3 separate regions of the Mus musculus genome follow, and regions 1 and 2 are each linked to region 3. Evidence: chromatin contacts called from public Hi-C and HiChIP or PLAC-seq data. All regions are on one chromosome and are shown on one strand. The core of a region is the stretch at or near the end of the contact, and the rest is flanking DNA. Distances in the headings are between cores, read along the strand shown.

Region 1 (5,024 bases), core at 2,075-4,574, 430 kb before region 3:
CCTTACGTCATTACACTCCTCAGTCTGTTGTATCTACTACAGTGCTGGGTACACAGTGCATGAACCAGATGGTTAACTAGCATTCAAAGATTAGGGAAGAGATGATCCAGGAAGACTGACCTTCACTTCTTCCTGGCATAAAAATTCATTTACCTCATCAATCCTCGTTCCATATGATAACTTAGCAAAGTCTCTTATCTCATCACTAAAAAGAAAGAAAAGTAATGGCTTCTTCCCTGGTAGTTATAAGTAAGCAGTTGAGATAAGCAACGGAGGAACAATGGGGTGGCTGTATGAATGTTCTCTGCCCATGCCTGCTACCGTAGAAAAGAAATGGATAGTTCATCAAACTTGAGATTTACTTTTTAAAATATGATTCATTGCAAGTGATGATAATTTGTTTATCTATAAAGAAATGCCTTCCTTCTTTGAAATGTCTTCCTTCTTTTGGTACTTTAGAGTAACTAGATCATTTATTAACCATACCAGTTCAACAACTTTTAATTTCTGAAGTCATACATACATACATACATACATACATACATACATAGATTAATGTATATCATTTCAGTAATTCTTTAAATTTACACTTGTAACTGGAAAATTCTTCAAAGTGAAGTCCATCTGGCCCCTGGAAATGTAATGTTTGGTTACTAATTGGTTGTTTTAATTGCCTTTAGATGCATTGCATTGAATTCAAATGAAAAGAATTACAAAGATTAACATATACTAAATACAAGTGCTTAACATTTTGTGAGCCCTACAAGTGGTCTTATCCTATTTTAAATATCTTACTTTAATATGAATCAGAGCAATGGCTTTTTTCTATATTAAAGGACCATTTCCTGTGGGAGAAGGATTGAATTTAGAATAATTAACAGAGTCTTTAAAAGAAGCAAGACCTCTTAGGACAACAATAGTTAGTAGTTTATTCATTCATTTGCATTTATTTGCTATTTATCAAAAATATATTAATTGTCTGATATGGAAAAGAAGCAAACCTGCTCCCCAACTTTTCAATAAACAGTAGGCAACTGTACCAAGTGGGTCCTAATGTATCAAACATGGTATATGTAATATTTTTGTTTTGCAAAAATTTACAACCTAGTGTGTTTTTTCTATACATCATGTGTTAAAATATAATTTTATGTCCCATGTGTTAAAATTTAATTCACATAGTTTATCAACCACAGATGTAATAATAACTTTATTTTCCTAATATTAAATCATCATATGCAGTTTTAAATATATACTATTTAGATAATTTTTCTGTCAAATTGATTTGGCCATTTGTCTATCAAAATCATAGATGTTTTATCTGTTGACATCACCAACAACTTGTCTTTTCCAAAGTACTGCTTAAAGGGTTTTTAACGGTCTAGTGGGTGGTCCCCAGATATTAGACCAAACTGTGGAAATTTTCTTAAACAGCAGCATCACGCTATGCCAAGTCACAGGAGGATAAGGCATAAGCCATAATGTTGAAATCTTATTTATTTGAAGTTTAAAATGTAACTGAAATGTTTGTACATAATTTCGCTAATTGTCTATTCCATCTCTACAGAGATATCTGCTCAAGAAAAGAAATTGTAACCTGACAGTGCTGAGGAACTTGAAATGAGAGTAAGAAGAGCTAGTCAGAGATCATTTTCAGTAAAACCATTGATAAACAATCACTGAAAGCCATCCATGTGGACTACAGTCATCCATCAGGTGGCTAGAATCTTTCTTCCAACTGGTTCCCTAGCTCCTTCCCCAGATGTCATTTCTTATACACTGCCAAATACACTTCTTGCCCAAATTCTACACTCCAAACACATCTCCTGCCTTCATTTTATACTGTGTATAAAATGATATCTCATATATCTCCTGAAATTGCCTACATATGAATTCTTGAGTTGTTTAAATCCACATCTAAGAGAATATACAAAACATCAAGTTCCAGATGGTCCTGTCTGAACTCTCCAGTCCTGGGTTTGCTGGTGTAGTCTTATTTCCACTTCTACCTTGTTATTCTCATCAGTTGCATGTCTATTTTATGAGAGTCTTTCTCAGAATAAGATTCTGTCCGTCATGCCAATTTATTTGGGAAACAGTTTTTAAAATCTTCTTTATTACTGATCTTAATTAAACTAGAGATTGGCTCTTGCTATTTATGGAAAAGGTGAAACATGTATTGTTATTGATGCCAAGATCAGCCAACTTTTTTCCACTTTAAATCGCAAATCCTCATGCTTATATAGTATGTTTTACAAATATAGGGAAATAGATTAATAGCAAAACCAATGCATTTCTTCCTTATTTTTTTCTATGCAAATATTCTTCAGAGAAAACATAGAGAGGTCTGAATAATAGTATATGGGAAATTTGCCTGTAAGAGTATTCATATAGGCTCTTACCAAGCATCCTTCCAAAACCTTAAATGTTCACAAGAACTCCCATACACTGAGTCTGGGTGGTAATACATTTGATGAAACAAAAAATTATTACATTTTCCTGGATTGTATTGATAATCCTGTGAATATCCCACTTGATTACCACAAAATAGCCAAACATTGGTTATTGTCTAATTTTCAAGGCAATGAAACATATTTTGAATAGATACACACAAATACGTAAGCACACAAAATCATGTATTATTATCAATAGATATAATTTCCACCCCTCCTTCCTCATCACCAATATTTCAAAGTCTATGTATGCATCTATACATCACCTTGTGTTCCTCAAAGACCCTGAGTTTTCTTACCCATCAAATTCCACTTGATGAGTATACAATCCAGTCATTTAAAAAAAAAGTTCATTTACGACTTTCTTTAAGCTATGTAAGCAACCTCTAGATTTTAGCTGTGAGTTGGACATTTAACAAATATAAATTGTATCAAATTAATTATTTTTTCTTTTCTGATATTATTATCATTTTTTAAAAGCTTTTTCACTACTTGATTTGGGTTCATTCCAAGTTGTGTGATGTTTGATTCTGAGACCTCAGTAACTCCTTTATATCTTTGCATGTAAAAAACTCCAAGACAAAGTATGTTTCACAATTGTTTTGTGTGTAGGGTTTGCTGCTTCATAATTGTTCCAGTGCCAATTATTCTAATTATGCACTGGCAATGTAGTACTCTTCCAAAAGCTGGATGTCAGTTAAAACTATAGTTTGTGCACAACTTTTTAATAATACACCATTAACTTATTAATGATTAAATATATTTATTGATGTTTCCTAATAGTTTTGTCATGTTTCTGAAATCTGAGGTAAGTGATAAAACCATTTTTTACAAGAATTGAGTCTCAGTTTTCTGCATCCTCTTTCATAGTGAAATGGAGGAAAATCAGACCACAGTCACAGAGTTCATCCTGCTGGGATTCTGTCTTGGCCCGAGGATTCACCTAGTTCTTTTTCTGCTTTTCTCTCTCTTCTATACTCTCACCATACTGGGGAATGGGACTATCCTTGCAATGATCTGCCTGGACTCCAGACTCCACACTCCCATGTACTTCTTCCTGTCCCACCTGGCCATTGTCGATATGGCCTATGCCTGCAACACAGTGCCACAGACACTCATAAACCTCTTGGATGAGACCAGGCCCATCACCTTTGCAGGATGCATGACACAGACTTATCTATTTTTGACATTTGCTATCACCGAATGTCTTCTTCTTGTGGTGATGTCCTATGATCGATATGTTGCCATCTGCCACCCGCTACACTACACTGTCATCATGAACTGGAGAGTGTGTACCATCATGGCTGCTGTTTCCTGGATAGTCAGCTTTCTCCTGTCTCTGGTCCATTTACTTCTCATCCTGAGGCTCCCCTTCTGTGGACCTCATGAAATCAATCACTTCTTCTGTGAAATCCTGTCTGTCCTCAAGCTGGCCTGTGCTGACACAACACTCAATCAAGTTGTCATTTTTGCAGCCTGTGTGTTCACTTTAGTGGGGCCCCTGTGCTTTGTACTAGTCTCCTACACACGCATCCTGGTGGCAATCCTGAGGATTCAGTCAGGGGAGAGACGCAGAAAGGCCTTCTCCACCTGTTCCTCCCACCTCTGTGTGGTAGGGCTCTTCTTTGGCAGTGCCATTGTCATGTACATGGCCCCCAAGTCCCAGCACCCAGAGGAGCAGCAGAAGATCCTTTTCCTGTTTTACAGTTTTTTCAACCCCATGCTGAACCCCCTGATCTACAGCCTGAGGAATGCTGAAGTCAAGGGTGCCCTCCGGAGGGCACTGTGCAAAGAAAGTCATTCTTGTTTGGTGTGGTGTTCCCACCACAAGCCTTGGTAGTTTCCTGTAATTTTGATCTCCAATTATTTCTTAAATACAGGGATATTCATTGTCCTTTGTTATCATGTTTAACGACATGAGATCTCAATCTCCTCCTAACCTGCAGGACTAATAACTTTGCATTCCTAAGCTCCCTAGGAGATGAAATTTTGTCAGATGTGATTTTTCTTCTCAGTTGAATTAATTAGCTGTGAAATTAAACAATACTTAAATTATTCTCTGAGTCTTTTAATTGAATCTGTTAACTTTTTAAAATCTAATTAGATGACCTGACAACATAAGATTCAAAAGAAAAACAACCCATATCCAAACACAGTGACCTGCGCTGAGTGATATCTTACGAGTGACAGTTCCCACATTACACTTGACCAAGCCAGGAATTCTTTGGAGGTTTCTATCCATTATCTATGCCATGTATTACTTTCAAATAAAAATTACTGACAAATTATGGAGTTAATTTGTTGAATTGAGTGAAGGAACAGATTTAAAACATGAGGTTTAGGAATAAGAAGGGGGAATTTTAAAACCTGATAGATATCTGGGATATGCTTCCATCCCAGAACTTGAAAGACAGAGGCAGGAGAATCTTTAAGAGTTCGATATAAAGAGTTCCAGGACAGCCAGAGTTTCACAGTGTGACCCTGTCTCAAAAGAAATCAAGCAACCAAACAAGCAAGCAAGCTAACAAGGAAACAAACATAGTCAGGAAAAGTGCTATAGTACCATTTACAAGG
Region 2 (4,852 bases), core at 941-3,440, 320 kb before region 3:
CAACTTGACACTATCACTTACCGTTTGGGGCTCTACATTACTATTGATAATAAATTTCATTAGCATCCCCCTCTTTTTCTTTACTAATTCTAAACTCAAAACACATATCTGTCATGTGCCATTTACTTTCTTGCTTGCCTGGGAAAGTTTTATTTATTTTTTGGTGGTACTGAAAAATTTTTTTATAAAACCATTAAACTCTATAAGGCACAGTACACGTCATAGGGGACAGAAAACTAGATACCCAAAGAAGCAGGGGGTTTGGGTGGTTATCTTCGTCTCATAAAGGAATGCCATGGTGAGCATGGCTTATGTTCTGGAAAGCTAATGGGAAGACAAAGGTCAAAGCGACTTTCAGCTGTGCAGTATTGTACAAGTTCCGTACTCGGCTCAATATGAAGGCAAGGGATAAGAGTGCCCTTCAAGCTCTTCACTATGGGAGTCAAAGAGTAAGTTTGAGTCATGCAGTTAGAGTTTGTATATTTATCATCCTCACAGGCATACACATTCAAATGTGCATTTTATTTCCTAACAAGTTAGCACCTGGGCACAAGGTTCTTACTCACAGCACTTCATTTCATCAATGTGACTTCAAAGCGCTCTCTTGCAAATGTCCTTTGATTAACAGGATTTTCATGGTTAAAATGTGAAGAGACATATAAAGAGACATAAAGCAGAAACTGCCCTTTCTTTAAAAATCTAACTCTGAAGTTCAGTGCTTGATGGGAATAGTTCCCTTAGAAGGCTCACTCTCCACTAGAGGGGGCCTGCTATCTTCCAGAGGACATCTTGGACATGTAAAGTCAATGTATTGTCAACATTACTAGTGCAGCTGGTTTTTCTTTATTAAAATTTGTTATTTCCTTTTTGTAGCTGTCAACATCTTTCCTAATGCAAAGGAGAAGCCACCAGGTAGGACTGTCCAGGAATGCAGAGTGACCTTCCTATGAATACTACTGGAACATGCAGTACACTGGGAGAAGCTCCTGTCTCCTCAACTAAAGCTTTCTGAGATATAGTTCATGAATGATGGGGGCATGTACACATCAGTATTTGCAGATTCAGACAGGGTTACAAGGTGTGGTTAATGGGGTTTGAGTGGGAGTCATGGTGGGGTTACAGCGGTGCACTTGCTAACTCCAAATGATAATAATAATGATAATAATAATAATGATAATCTTGCTTACCAATAAGACTGCTTTCCCCCAAACTACTTTGTTAGACTCATCCCAGGACTAGGGGTACAAATTTTTACAAACTTTGTTTTGGGGCTATATAAACTTTTGATATTTAATTAATCACAAAGGCAAAAAAGAGTGCTTTAGAATCTCTATAGTGAAGAATTAAGTACACACACAGTCACCTGAAATTAACAAAATGTGGGTTTTTTTGTTTGTTTGTTTTTATTTTTGTCCAGACAGTTCTGGAACTCACTCTGTAGACCAGGCTGGCCTTGGCCTCAAATATCTGCCTGCCTCTGCCTCCTGAGTGCTGGGATACAGCTCAGTGACAGCATATGTTTTAAGTCTAAAAACCAATTAGATGAAAATCCTAGTTTTAACTGAGCTCAAAGGATAATAGCATAAAATTGTTGCTGTGGTTGATAGCTGTGCATGAATTCCTTTCTGATTTTCAGAGTGCTAAGAATTCCAGGCTTTCAGAGGTAGGAAACCATATCATGTATATTTGTTTTTGTAACATATGATATATCCTAATTAGTTTTCAAATGGAAAAATTGAACTGGCTGTATTAGAACACATAGAAATGAGGCCTTTTCAAAAAAACAGTTTAGTGAGCAAGACAACTGTAAGGTAGGTTTTAGTCTATAATATTGGTTTTTCCTGCACTGAGTGTGTGAGATAATGTCCCAGTTTACAGAAATTGAACTGAAAGTAGGAACTAACATGAATAAACTGAAAAAGGACAGTCCATTTAAGCTGACAATGTCCCAGGCCTGAGTGGGAGCTGCTAAATGGGCACCCTGTGCACGTGAACTCCTTCTCATACTTAGTCTGAGCCATAGGCTGGTGTTTCTGATTTCTTTGGTCACAGAAGCTTCCTTCTGAAATGGGTGGTGGTTACTGCAGAGCTCGTAATCCGTCAAAGTGCTGAGAATGAAGGGATGTTCGAATGCTCAGCCCATAATGGGACATCTGTGTCATCCTCCACCCTCCTCCTTTCCTGCCCCTGCGCTCAGGGAACTTCCTGGAAGAGGGGGTGGTTAGAAGGTAAGAGCTGGAGGAAGAGGATGTGGGATTGTGTCTTCTGGGCCCTGCCTTCTGCCCACTGCCTCTCAGCATGTTTATGCCAGCAATCTAATTAAACTCAATCTCACACACTGTCTCTCTCTCTCTCTCTCACAGGCACAGATGACAGGGAAGGAGAAAGGGGACTAACTGGGAGGAGGAGGGTAATGGAGGGGCTAGAAGGGATTAAGAAAAAGTATGGGAGAATATGATTAAAATAAATTATACCCATGTAGCCATGTTATAGTGAAACTCATCACTATATATTATCAATATATACTAATAAAACCCTTTTAAAAACCCCAAAATTTTACTATATAATTCAAAGAAAATCATTATTTTGAATACCACAATAAAATCTTTACAGAAAAAAAATTGAGATAACTCTGGGTTATAACTGGAGTAGCTTCACTCCCAAATATCTGAGGATTCAATCTTGGAATACAGAAGAGGTGGAGCACCTCCCTGATCTGTGACACATACCATTATAAATGTTTCAGATTTTAGAGTATGTGAATAAATAATGTTACCTTGAGGCTAGATCTCAAGTCATTTTTAACACCTTGTACACACAAGCTAATGTTAACTTCATATCTTATGTAGTGTAGTGATTACATTTTAACTCTTGCCTGTCACACAAGGGCAGATGTAGAACTGTCCACTGCTGGTGTCCTGTGTGCAGAAAACAAGTTTTATATTATGGAGGGAGTATTTTGGATCCTTAGATTAGGGGTGTTTATCCTAAAAAAGAAACTGGCAGAAACAGTGAGCTTCATGTGTGCTGGAGAAAACCTACTTTCTTATTTTCACTCTAGAGAACTTGTCTAGAACGAGGCTGAGATTTTAGACCATTTAGAATCAAGTTCAGATAGTCTTCTCTCAGGGCAGCTGAGTACATGGAGCCATACAGAGCTGCAGTAATCAACCAGTCATTCAGATGAGGTCCTGATTCTAACAAAGGACAAGAATAAAGCACACAATGGGATTACAAGCAACCATAGCACCTGGGCTTGGCTTCTGTGCAAACGTAAACACTACATCTCCTCTATTCTTTTTCACCCATCTTCCTCACCTGTACTGATGACCGGTTGTTGGGCTGGCCTGACCACATAGACTAGTTGAGCTCCCATTCTAGTGAAATTTTACAGGTGATACAATTGGGTGTTGGCTGAGGCTAAGTTTAACTTTTGGGTTGCATATTGTAGAGAATTAGACTTCAGAAACACAAGAAACATTCTCATGAACATTTTGGTTTTCACCTTCTGTCCAAGTTCTTCCAGGTGTAAGGATGAGAACCAGGAGCTTGCAGAGAAAACATTTCTCTATGTCAAAACAGTGTGGATCCTTTCATTGGGGGGACAGAAGGAGACTCAAGTTCAAAGGCCAGCTCTCCCATTCACTAACTCACTGAGCTGAGTTATTTACTGTGGGCTCAGTTTCCTTAAGTGCAGCATGTGAATTAGCAGTCCTGGCTCCACAGGTGTGGTTTATAGAATGCAGGATCAGATATCTAATATAAAATATGTACTCAGGAAATTGCCACCTCATTTTATTTTCTCTGGCTATTCTCCTTAAAGAACAGATTAGGGTTGCCCGTTTTAATGACAAGAGATGGGTATAATGATTTGAACAGTATAAAATACAAGTTATTAGAATATAGATGGCTGGGTTGAATGAAGTAAACTCTTATCTTGTTAAAGGTGGCTTCTGTGAATACCACCTAGGTCATGTATGTGTATGCCTTTGTTTTCTACATACAACTGTATGTATGTGAACATGTGAGATCTACATGTGTAGATTCAAACAACCATGGGTTGAACATTTTGGGAGAACACATCTTTGTCCTAGACATATACAGACTATTTATTCTTAGAATTATTTCTTGAAAAGTATAGTTACAGAAACAACTTATATTGTATTTATATTATACAAGATCCTAGTTTACTTAAGGAATATAAAGGGTATGTATCGATTGTGTGCAAATGCTGTGTGATTTTATAGAAGGGAATTGAGGACCTTTATTATATAGTACTCAGAAGAGCCCTGAGACCAGCCAGCATGGGCATGGAGGGATAATGCCATTTATCAGAGTTTGGATGCAGCAGGTACTACAGATTAAAGAGATTAGGTGTCTCCTAATGGTCTCATGTTTTTGTAAAAGTGACAAGACAGGACAGATTCAATCATATGTCATTCCATGAGAATTGTGTCTCTTAGTCTAGGCCCTCCCCCCTCGCCCTGCTCCCCAACCCACCCACTCCTGCTTCCTGGCCCTGGCATTCCACTGTACTAGGGCACAGAATCTTCAAATGACCAAGGGCCTCTCCTCCCATCTCTTCTGCTACATATGCAGCTAGAGACATGAGCTCTGGGGGTTCTGGTTAGTTCACATTGTTGTTTCTCCTATAGGGCTGTAGACCCCTTCAGCTCCTTGGGTACTTTCTCTAGCTCCTTTATTGGGGATCCTGTGTTCCGTCCAATAGATGACTGTGAGCATCCACTTCTGTATTTGCCAGGCACTGGCATAGCCTCACAAGAGACAGCTATAGCAGGGTCCTGCCAGCAAAATCTTGTTGGCATCCACAATAGTGTCTGGGTTTGATGGT
Region 3 (4,923 bases), core at 737-3,236:
AGACTTTGCCATTGAATCTAACAACTCCTAGCTATTGAATCGAATTGCTTCACATGAATTCACTGATAGCACCAATAGCCCCAGGACAGACCTCTGCTCTCCAGATGAAGAAACAAAAGTGTAAGGTCCGAGAACCACTAAGCAGCAGGACTAACATTAAAACCCATAGATTCAAATTCTTCAACATCATCTTACACCACTTAGCCCTCTCTGTACTTTCAAGGCAGAAAACACTGACGATTTTTCAGAAACCAACATTCTTAATAAGTAATCTGAAGGACAGCGAGCCCACCAGGATCAAATGCTTATTTTTGGAAATGCTATTGGTTCTGCCATTATTAGATAATTAAAAAACTGTGAAATTTAATTTGCAAGATGTTGTGATGCTTTATGTCTGAAAAACTGTTTACAGTGAGAAACCGGAAACCTCATAACCACATTAATAAAACAACCTGTTTTAATTCTCAATCTATCACTATTTCCCTCACTTATATAAGATAAAAAGAATCAACAGTAGACTAGAGGTATACAAGGTGGTTCACAGGACCATAGACACCAGAGACATGGCATAGTAGCTAATGCGTATAATCCTATATCTAGAGAGGTAGCCCCAGAAAGATACCTGGGGTCCCTATCCAGTTGGCCAGCTGGCCAGCCTAGCCTAATCAATTATTTCCAGGTCAGTGAGAAACTCAGAAACAAAGTGGATGACAGCACCTGAGGAATGACACCCCAGAATGACATCTGACCCCCATATGCATATGCGCACATGTACCTACACAAACATCCATAGATAAAAAGTGTAACTTGAAAATTAAATACAACTAACTAGCCTTACAATTTATCACTGTAGTCAAATTACATAAGAATAAATGCTACTAATAAAACTCATTCCACATGTCATCATGTGAAGTACAATAACTTCAAAGTTTGAGAAATAAAAATCCTATGGGCTGGGTAATCAGTTTACTGATAAGTGTATCTTACCTAGCATTTTCAAGGCTCTGGACTCAATCCCCAGCACCAAGTTTTATAATAAAAATTAAAAGCCTTAGGGTTAAAACTTCAAGACACTGTATGTAACCATGTACTGATCTTGTACTAAGTTCAGGTACTTTCAAGATGATTAGAAACGTCCCTGACAGACAGCTATGGACATCCCTCACGTTCCCAGTGTCAAATGTTCCACGGTTGGATATGTGTGTTTGGCATGTTGGTTGTTTACTCTTGGAATATCAGGTAGAGGATACAAACTGTATCAACTCGCTCAGTCCTCACAAAAGTTCTACAGGGCAAAGACTAAATATTTATGTTCACTTTCCAAACAGGGAAACAGAGGCACAGGTGTGGTTGCTAACTTGCGCACAGGAAAAAGGAAATGGAGTTTTCGGTTAAGGCCTTCAGGGTAGGAATGAGGTCCCTCTGCGGGGCTCGTGCTGACACTGTAGCATGGTAAAGAATACGGTACCCGTAGGTAGCAGGGGTTCCAACGGGGTAAAGGCATGCTCCATAGCGGGGAATGGATTCTGTATGGAAAACAAAATAAGTCCCAAGTTATTTCCCAAACGTAATTCTGCGACAGGAGTAAGCATCCCGCAGCAGGCACTTTGGACCCGGCACTACGGGAGGCCAGGAAGGTGCAGCGGTGGGCGGGGGAAAGTCCCAGGCAGAGGCTGGAGAACCTGGAATCTCAAGCGAGCTCCAGGCTCCAGCTCCGGCCACTGCCTCTATTCACCCAGACGCCCCAGCTTCCATCCGGGGACTGGCGGCGAGGGGCGGCCTCCCTCGCTCCCTCTTTCCCGCGCCCCCGCCCCGCCAGCCCGCGCCGGCAGCCGCGCACTTACACAATGGCGGGTGGAGCCACGAGCGACGCGAGCGAGGGCTGCGGGAGTGACGGATCGAAAGCTCGGCGCTCGGCTGCGGAGCCTGGGGCGCGCCGCGCGTTCGCGGGAGAGGGCTTCGTGCGCGAGCACAGAGCCCCGCCTCTTCCGGAGGGGCCCCTGGCTGCCGCCTGCGTAGCTTCTAGCAACCGCGGGGTGCTTAGTACCAGCCTGCTGTGCTCAGTTCCCTGCACAGTGGAGAATTCCATCCACCTTCGCCCATCTGTTACACCCAGTCCACTGAGTCCACCTTCTCTTTCATCTTCTGCTTCCCGTGCTTTGCACAAACAGTGCTTTGTAAACATACCAATGGGAACCCTTTAAAATAAATCACCACGTTGTAGGAATGCAGCTTTTTTTTTTTTTTTTAGCAAAGCCAAAGAACCAAAATTTCACCACCACCATCTCTAAGCCAGCATAGATGAGGACTCAAAAATTCTGAGAACCTGTAGGTCTCCTGCTGGCCCAGAAATAACAGAGACCCATCCCTGCGTTTAAAAACCAGTTCCAGGTATACCGAGCTAGCCTCAAAAATCACTGTGTAGCGAAAGATGACTTCATTCATCTGGTCCTCCTGTTTCTTCCTTCTAAGTACTGCTCTTTCAATCATGACTACTATGTCAAGTTAATGTGGCTGGTGCTGGGTATCCAGCTAGTCAAACATTCTAACTGATGAACTTCCCCTTCCCCAGTCGGGTAATAGGTAAGTCCTTTTTAATCTTTTTAACTCAAACATCCATTTCTTTCTATTTAAAGATTCCAAATACACTTCCCAAACTTGGGCAATCATTATTCAATTCTTTCCAGTTTTGATGCCAACATTTTAGCTTCTAGCTAGCAGAACATACACTATTTGCCTTTCTTTGACAACTTACTTCACTTGGCAGGCATAATGTCCTCCCGTCCCATCCACATCTCTGTAAATTCCATTATTTCATTATTTTTATTACTGAAGAATGCCATTTCTCTATTACAATATCTTTGCAAAGGAATGCTACTTCAATAAACATAAGAGTACAGAGCATTTGACTGTGTTTTCCATTCTCTTTGGATGTATGCCCAGCAGTGGGATGAGTGAACCATATGGTAGTTCTATCACCTGTTTAGTTAAGGAGTTTCCATTGTGTTTTCCATAGGTCTACGCTAACTTAAACTTCCATTAACCATGATCGAGTTTCTCTTTCTCTGCATCCTTGCCCAGCTTCCTTACTTTCCCTTTGTAAGAATCCTTATCACTGTCCCTCTCTTCCATCTCTCATCTCTCTCATGTTGATATCCTGTTGTGGTTTTATTTTAACTCCCTGGGGATTTGCGATGGCGGGCAGTATTGTTTATGCTTTTTTGGCCATGTATGCATCCTTTCTTGAGACATGGCTATTCAAGTCATTGGCCCACTTCTAATTTAGATTATTTGTTGCCATGGTTGTTTGGAAAAGTTGTTAGATCTCAAACCCATGACAAAGAGCCAACATGGACCTGGTTGTCAGGTTCCCTCTGCATTGCTCAGTTCCTAGCTGTTTCAGGGTACGGATGGCATACCCCACCTCCTACTCTAAATGTCTCCAGCCCTTCCCATATAATCCAGCCATTTTGCATACCTGGTCCTTTTGTTTACCATCTCCTCTCCTGCCTCTCCCTTTTCCCCTCTCCTCACAAGTGTCAGCTCAGACTTCTTCCAGTTGTCCCCAACTCTGGCTGTGCTCTCCCTTTTATCTACAATAAACATTCTCCTTCACCACACCTAGGAGCAGTCATGTCCTTCCCTTTTGTTCCCTTTTTTCATTCACGTTCCTTACACATACTGAAAAAAAAAACAAAAAAACAATACAAATCTTTGTTCTAACCAATGTCTAAGTGTTTTTTCTTATATTGTCTTCTGGAATTTCACATCTCACATTTAAGTCTTGATCCATTTTTCCACTGACTATTATACCCAGTAGAAGATAGGTGTCTAGTTTCTTTTCTTCGCATACAGAAGTTCAGTTTCGCAGAACCTTTCACAAAAGGATAGCACCATCTCCAAGATATGATTTGACTGCCTTCACTGACATCAACTGACTGCAGAAACAGGGACTCAAACTCTGAGTTGTCTTTTCTACTGTTTTGTGTGTCTGGTTTTAAGTGGCCGGTTTAATTACTGTCATTTTCCAGTGTGCTTTGAAAACAAATACTGTGAGACCTACCACTTTGTTCAGAATACTTTATCTAGTTGGGATCTTTTGTGGTTCAAAACATTTTCTTTCTGTGAAAAATATGGGTATTTTGGCAAAGATTCCATTAAATACATAGATAAATTGAGGTAGTGTGTGTTAGATTAATGAGCAATTGAAGGGAGGAGAGCAGAAAAAAGAGACGCATAGTCTGGCCTTAGGTGGGGCAATGTTTATTCATGGCAAGGGGGCACTTTCGCAACCCACATGTGCAGATGACCAAAATACCTACAGAAGAAGATGGGACCTTATCAGGGAATTACCCCGTAGTTCATAGGGAAGCTAGGAACTGTAATCTTTCAGTAAGAAGCTATCTGGAACTCTGAGAGGCCATTAAAAAAAAAAAATACAAGGCAGGGGTGTTATAGGTGTTTTCTGCTGAGGAGTGTCTCTGTCAGAGGGGATAGTCCAGGCTCCATTGAAGAGGGAGTCCCCTGGCCCTCTAGAAGGGGTAGAGCCTTAATTTGACTACCTGCAATGGTCAGGTGATTGCCATCTTGTCTTCTTAAGGGGACTTAGAAATAGTTATTAGACGTTTTAGAGGTTTTGTTTACAGAGTAAAGTTGAGAAACTTTCTGGGAAGGTTGAGAGACAGGGAGGAAAAGAGGCAGGAGAAAGGAAGAGGACATGGTATTGATTCAGAGTGACAGTGACTGGTCCATTGCTGGACTGTTGCACCAAAATGAACTAGCAGAAGTAGCAGGGAGCCACAGATCATCAAAGAAAGGGAACAGGAGAAAATACAGGACTAATTTAAGAATTGTAGCTGGACTGGGGTAAAAGGGATGAAGGTCCCTTTTAGATAGAGTTTTACCACAGTATTTAAACATCAG

The links. Hi-C and Micro-C count contacts between places; a contact is called where the count stands out from the background. HiChIP or PLAC-seq counts read pairs in DNA pulled down with a chosen protein or histone mark.
Region 1: an Esrrb HiChIP or PLAC-seq map of embryonic stem cells shows a contact between it and region 3, with 13 times the contacts expected there. The contact joins the promoter of Olfr47 here to the promoter of Tpk1 in region 3. A contact is called at or near these places in 1 of 39 promoter capture datasets (embryonic stem cells), 1 of 484 Hi-C or Micro-C datasets (muscle stem cells) and 6 of 115 datasets of contacts at active chromatin or transcription factors (embryonic stem cells, extraembryonic endoderm stem cells, pancreatic cancer cells and 2 more).
Region 2: a Hi-C map of Th1 cells shows a contact between it and region 3, with 2.1 times the contacts expected there. The contact joins the enhancer-like site here to the promoter of Tpk1 in region 3. A contact is called at or near these places in 14 of 39 promoter capture datasets (the 3T3-L1 cell line, 3T3-L1-derived adipocytes, the C10 cell line and 9 more), 1 of 15 datasets of contacts at CTCF or cohesin (pro-B cells), 11 of 484 Hi-C or Micro-C datasets (the 3T3-L1 cell line, 3T3-L1-derived adipocytes, the G1E-ER4 cell line and 7 more), 6 of 115 datasets of contacts at active chromatin or transcription factors (effector CD8 T cells, embryonic stem cells, extraembryonic endoderm stem cells and 2 more) and 2 of 9 other capture datasets (adipose tissue and pancreatic islet).

What each region holds. Positions count from the first base shown.
Region 1 is chr6:43,232,286-43,237,309 of GRCm38.p6, forward strand. Olfr47 (olfactory receptor 47) reads left to right here and starts at 3,325. Exons shown (of 1, transcript NM_146370.1): 1 at 3,325-4,290. The coding sequence starts at 3,325. The coding sequence ends at 4,290.
Region 2 is chr6:43,347,076-43,351,927 of GRCm38.p6, forward strand. All of the region lies in intron 8 of Tpk1 (thiamine pyrophosphokinase), which reads right to left. Among named protein-coding and RNA genes, the nearest start is that of Gm35113, 31 kb to the right of the region's middle. Within about 2 kb of position 2,191, at least 14 of the 459 cell types and tissues checked have an H3K27ac peak or open chromatin away from gene starts, as enhancers often do. A contact at or near this core is called in Th1 cells and adipose tissue, where this site is marked.
Region 3 is chr6:43,664,292-43,669,214 of GRCm38.p6, forward strand. Tpk1 (thiamine pyrophosphokinase) reads right to left here and starts at 1,987. Exons shown (of 9, transcript NM_013861.4): 1 at 1,845-1,987; 2 at 1,469-1,526. The coding sequence starts at 1,511.